2 separate regions of the Sus scrofa genome follow, and region 2 is linked to region 1. Evidence: chromatin contacts called from public promoter capture Hi-C data. All regions are on one chromosome and are shown on one strand. The core of a region is the stretch at or near the end of the contact, and the rest is flanking DNA. Distances in the headings are between cores, read along the strand shown. Region 1 holds the start of USF1 (upstream transcription factor 1). Region 2 holds the start of DCAF8 (DDB1 and CUL4 associated factor 8).

Evidence for each region. Promoter capture Hi-C pulls out the DNA fragments that hold promoters and counts their contacts.
Region 2: a promoter capture Hi-C map of liver shows a contact between it and region 1, with 3 times the contacts expected there. The contact joins the promoter of DCAF8 here to the promoter of USF1 in region 1. A contact is called at or near these places in 1 of 5 promoter capture datasets (liver) and 1 of 2 datasets of contacts at active chromatin or transcription factors (alveolar macrophages).

The regions. Positions count from the first base shown.
Region 1 is chr4:89,393,548-89,396,480 of Sscrofa11.1, forward strand. USF1 (upstream transcription factor 1) reads left to right here and starts at 1,648. Exons shown (of 11, transcript NM_001190245.1): 1 at 1,648-1,738. It overlaps ARHGAP30 (rho GTPase-activating protein 30), which reads left to right. Exons shown (of 11, transcript XM_021089545.1): 11 at 1-643.
Region 2 is chr4:90,213,657-90,216,356 of Sscrofa11.1, forward strand. It overlaps DCAF8 (DDB1 and CUL4 associated factor 8), which reads left to right and starts at 1,262. Exons shown (of 13, transcript NM_001244434.1): 1 at 1,262-1,417.

The DNA of each region.
Region 1 (2,933 bases), core at 398-2,897:
CCAGTTTCTCTTTGACTGTGAGAGGCACTATCTCTGTTTACTTGAGCTTGTCTCAGACACAAAGCACTTATCCCTTAGGAGATTCCAGAAAGAGTCACCAAGATCCTGTTCCCAGAGAGTGGGGTCATTGGCCAAAGGGAACAAAGAGTAGGTAGAAAAACTTACAGGTTTCTCAAAGTGAAGAATGACGGGGGAACTCCAGCCAAGTTCCTGCCATCCTCTGAGGCAATGAACTTCTCTTCATGGAAGTCCAGGGTAAAGGCAGAGGTCAGGGCCATATCGGAGCTTATTATACACAAACACTTCTAGAGTTACCCATCCTTGTTCTACTTTGGGGCTGTTAAACGCCTCCTGCTCCTCAGCTTAGGAGGAACATGTCCAAGAAACTTTTTGAACCCTGTAGTATTTGTTGGAGGGACAGGCTCCCTTCCTAGCTCCCCTACTTTCTGCCTCCCTGCATCTCAAGACAGAGAGGTCTTGTACAGATCTCTCTGCCCTCTTCTTTTCCCTTCGGAATAACTTCCTATTTCAGGGAAGGGGAATGATGTCACTTACACCCTGGGACTACTTGTCTGGATAGGCTGGGGGCCACGAATCCCAAGGGGCAATGTCTCATAATAAAAGTTGTATTTTTACACGTAAATAGTGTGGAGTTTCATTACTCTTATTAAAGTCTTGAGTGACAGGTATCATATTTTCAAATATTTGACCATTCGTTGTCTTTTCTGCTTTTATTGTTTGGGTGCTCTTCCTCAGTTGTTGCCATAGAGACCTGCGGCTGGAAACTAGAGCTGGGTTCATGGTGGTCAGGAAATGCGGAAGAGAAACTTATATTTGCATAATGCTCATTATGTGCCAGTAAAGGCTAGGTATTCTATGTGCACATAGTCTATGCTCCTGATTTTTCTGAATCCACTTAATAATTCTAAAAGGTTGGTACAGGTAAATCCATTTCACAGATGAGGAAACTAAATTAAGTCAAAAGGTTTGCCAAAGGTTTCAGAGCCAAGAAGTGGCAGAGTTAGGTCTGAGACCCGAGTTTGTCTGGCTCCAGGCTCTGAACTCGTCTCATTACCGCCCCCGCAACTTGAGGGTAGGTCTTGACTGAAAAAGAATGGGAATCAAGATGCCTCTCCCAGAAACTGTGAGCCTCTCAAAAACTGGAAGCCCTGGAGGGTCTTTAGGTGCCTTCTAACCCTAATACAAATAAGTATATCCAGATCTATTTATACCAGCTATGTCCTAATGTCTAATAAGCAACCACAAACAGGTATACTGATCCAAGATGGCCTCCCAAAGAGCCCTTGTTAAAGATGGCGCCTCCATCCGATGTCCCTCGCTTGATCCAAGCTGGCCTCTCTCACGCCCTTCTCCTGGAGCTAAAAAGGCCCTGTCCAGCAGAAAAATAGTAGCACCAAGTTAGTCGTCTTTCTTCCGTCCTTGCTAGAGCGACTAGGACTTCAGTGTCATTCTCCAAGGATCCCCGGTCGTGGCTTCTTCCCCACCCCAGCAACACCTCCAACACGCTCGCATCCTTCAGCCCCCGGCAAGATGGAGCGAACGGAAGTGGGGCAGCACAGAGGCTGTGTAGGCTGGGCGGACGGGAGGAGACACTTCCGCCCCTCACCAACATGGCTGTGAGCCGGTAGTGCGCATGATCAGCTGTCCAAGGAGCTACCCGAGTCGAGAGAGGGAGAACTCGGTCCAGGGAAATAGGAGCCTGCGGCGGCCTTGGCTGGTGAGTGCAGGACCCGACGAGAGTCTGGAGACTGGGTGGGCAGGCGGGGGAGAGCAGCTTCGATTTTATTTCCGTTTTTTAGGTCCAGAAACTCCTGGGGCGGAAGCTTTTGTTTGGAGGGAGGGGGCCGTGCCTGATCTTTATCTCCTACCCCCTTTTGTGGGCCGAACTCACTCCCCGCCCCCGGGCGCGCTCTCCTTCGATGGCAGCCGCGGGCCGCGGGGCCAAGACCACGGGATCCGCTGAACCCCCGGCCTCAATTCCTGCCTCTGCGGAGCAGCGGGGTCTCGGGATGTGACGGGCCGGGCTGGACGGGTCACGGCGCGGGCTCCTGGGCTCGCGCCCGACCGGCGCTCAGCTCTTAAGCGCCTACTGCTTGATGGGCCTGCAGGGAGACGCCGCATTCTCAGGCAAGGTCTAGGCGCCAGCCTTCTTTGGGGACTTGATTATTTTCCCTTTGTGTCCAGACTTAGCCAGGGCTCTCCCCCCCCCCCCTTTGCCTGAGCGTGCACGCTACGACATCCTATCCCACTTTCCTGTCGCATACCCCTAACGCTCAGGAAATGCTTCTGGATGCCCTACTAAGATTTGAATAAGTATCTTGACCCCGTTGCTGGGCGTCCTCAGAGGCTGCCCCGGCTGACAGCTGTGGGCCATAGAGACGCCTCCTCTGCCCTGCCCTCTTGTTTCATTGCTTCCTTCTGCTGTCAGCGCAGCAAGCTTCAGAGGGGCACTTCCTCCGTACGTTCGAGGATGGAGAGGTAGGTGGTCCCGAAATACTGGTGCTACTTCCCCCTTAGGGACCGGATCTTAATTGCAGCGCTACTTGCTCCGGACAGTTTCATTTTCAGTTCCTTTTTTTTTCTTTTTTGTGAACACTTTGGATATGGGCTTTCCATGACTTAACCGCTGAAGATAAAGGTTTGGGAGACCCTTACAGGTAGAGAACTTAAAAAAATCTTACCCCTTTCCTGTCGGGATTACTTATTGCTTTGTACTATATTGCTATTTCTTTCTAGAGGCATCTGTCTTCTCAGCCCTTTGTTTTTCCTGCCGCCGCCACCCTCACTTACCCCCACTGGGTGTCAGGGTCTTTTTTTTTTTTTTTTTTTTTTTTCTTTTGGCCTAGCAGGGGGTGGGGGCGGGCATGTGGAAGTTCCCAGGACGGGAGTTGAACCCGCACCGCAGCAGCAGC
Region 2 (2,700 bases), core at 12-2,511, 820 kb after region 1:
GGTCGCAGACACAGCTTGGATCCCTCATTGCTGTGGCTATGGCTATGGTTGGCAGCTAAAGCTCTGAATCGACCCCAGCTTGGGCACCTCCATATGCCACAGATATGGTCCAAAAAAAAAAAAATCTCCCATAAAAATGTAATAATAGATTAAATGTTATGGTAAAAAAATTATGAAAAAGTACAGAGTTAGAGGACAGAGAAGGATGGTAGTGCAGGATACCATTTTAGTTGGAATAGTTAAAAGCTGATTGAGGAAGTAGCCTTTGGGTAGAGATGTAATTAAATGGACAGAATGAGTCTAGTAAAAAATACCGTAGATGAACATTCCAAGAAGAGGGAACAAGTACAAAAGCCCTCAGGCTGTCCATGCTTTGGTTGTAGTGACAAGAAGAAGACCAGTAAGGCTAGAGCAGAGCTAGGTAGTATGGGAGGAAATGAAATCGGAGAAATAAGTGCCATGTCGTGTAGGGCCTTCCTCGGAAAACCTCTTGATCATTTAGATTTTTAATGTACAATGAGAAGCTTTCGGAGGTTTTGAGCATAATACTATGACCTGGCTTACGTTTTAAAAGGTCACTCTGGGTCCTTTATTTAACTAGTAGGGCAATGATGGAAGTGGACAAACCAGCTAGGCATCTCTTGCAATAGTCTAAGTAATATATAATGACATAATAGGATGGTTAGCGGTAGAGGAGGTTACCAGGGGCCTCACACCCTAGCCTTCTGGGCAAAACGCCCCTGGCCCGGCAACTGGGAGTAACTTTTTCAGGGGCCTCCTGCATGCTTCCTTCAGATGTCAGACAAGCAGAGGGTACATCATCTGTCCCAGTCTTTGGAACCTTCGACACACTACCCCCCTTCAAAGAGCTTCTTGAATAGCTTAGCTGCACCTCAAGCTTCTAAATCCCTTCTTTAAAAATGGGTAAATGGAAGCTCGGGGCGGGGCGGGGGGGGGCGGTAAATGGGTCTCGAGGGTAAAGCAAGCACTTAAGATCCTCAAAGGAAATGGAGTTTTCAGAAGAAATCTGGAGAAAACTGCTTGTTCAGAAACAGGGCAAACATGAAGGTCGCCCAGGAGTTTGCCTGCAAACCCGTCAGAAATGAAGTTGATTTAAACCACAACTCTGAAAGGCCTTTAACTCTATTTAAGTATCACGAGGATCGTGAAGTCTTCCAAACAGTACAAAAACAACTTCGCCTTCTCAGTAATGCGCACGCGCCGCCCGCTCCGTTTTCCGTTGGGCTTAGGCCCGCCCCCTATGCGTCCTCGGTGGAGGGTTGGGAGCCGAGAGCTCGCGCGACCACTTTTCCCTCAGTCTTCTCCAGCACATCGTCGCAAACGGGGCCGGAAAGCGTGGCAGCGCAGGCGCAAGCGCAGAGAGCGGAGGCGGTGGTGGTGGCGGCCGCTGGCCAGTGTAAGATGGCGGCGGCGTTGGTGGCGGCAGTGGACGGGGCGGCTGGGCCTGGAACAGTCGGAGCAGCCGCTGGCAGAAGGATGACCCAAGACGGGAAGCGGGCTGCAGAGTCTCGCCGGCTCCCGTGCTTGTAACTGCCCCAGCCGGACACCCCCCCCCTTTGACCTACCCGGTCCGTGTCTCGTTCCGGCTTGGCCTGGCCCCCTCCCCCTTGCCCCGTTCCCCTTTAAGATAGGTTTGACTGCTTTCTCGAGCTCCCAGGGCTCAGGTCTGCTCCTTCTGACCCGAGTCACCGCCGGGAGGAGTGGCTGTCCTTTTCGCAGGTCAGCCCCACGGCTGCCCCCAGGAGCATGCCCCGCAATCCACGGGGACGTCTTGCCTTGTCGGGTGACCCATTTGTGTGCGCTTTTCCCCTTTAGATTGGGGGACGCGGCTTGCCCTGCGCTTCCCCGTCATCTCAGGGCCACCGCGCTGTGTGCCCCCTCCCCCATCCCGAGTTCTCGGGCCCAGCACCTTGTACGGAAGGCCGAGGTCCAAGAACCCTGGAGTCAGTTGTTGCCGTCTGTTCCTGTACCCTTGTAATGTAATTCCCTTCACCCCTAAATCTTTCAGGGCACCGTAGAACGGTCCCATTTGGTCCCTGTTAGTTGGAAAGCATCTAGTGGCTTGAATTTCTGACTCATATGATTGTTGCTGGAGTCTCTGTAAACAAACCGGCACTAGCGCTATCACGTTCTCTCCGGGATTTCCCCCTGCTCTGTGGCTTGTTGAGAGGTTTGGTTATGGGTTGGCGTTGAAAAGATTCAGGTTTTCCTTTTAAATGACTTACGTTTTAGTGGAGCTGGGAGATTACTTGCCTGGTTCATTTAATTTCTGTAACTACGTAAGTTACTTGTTCAGTAGTCATAAATTACCGTGCTTCTAAATAGTCCTGAGGAGGTCTAAAAAAGTACTAACATGTATTCATAAATATGTTTTTATTATGTTTAGTTGAAGAGGCACCCTTGCCATTTAAACTTTAACTTTTCTTAGTCCTTCAGTGAATCTACAGGCCTATTTTCTCAGGAGCTCAGCCTGGCCCTACTTCAGTGATAAAGGAGGAAAGGTGAGTAGGAGTTGAAGGCATTTAAATTCCTCAGTCCAAGACAGACCCTACCCTGGTGCCCAAGTGCTGACCACTAAAATTATAAAATTCCTACCACAATTTCCCAAGGAGTTAGGGTATTGTTCTTGGCTTTGTTCCAGCTCTGGTTAAATTACGTTTACAAGTTTAATTGGCTCTG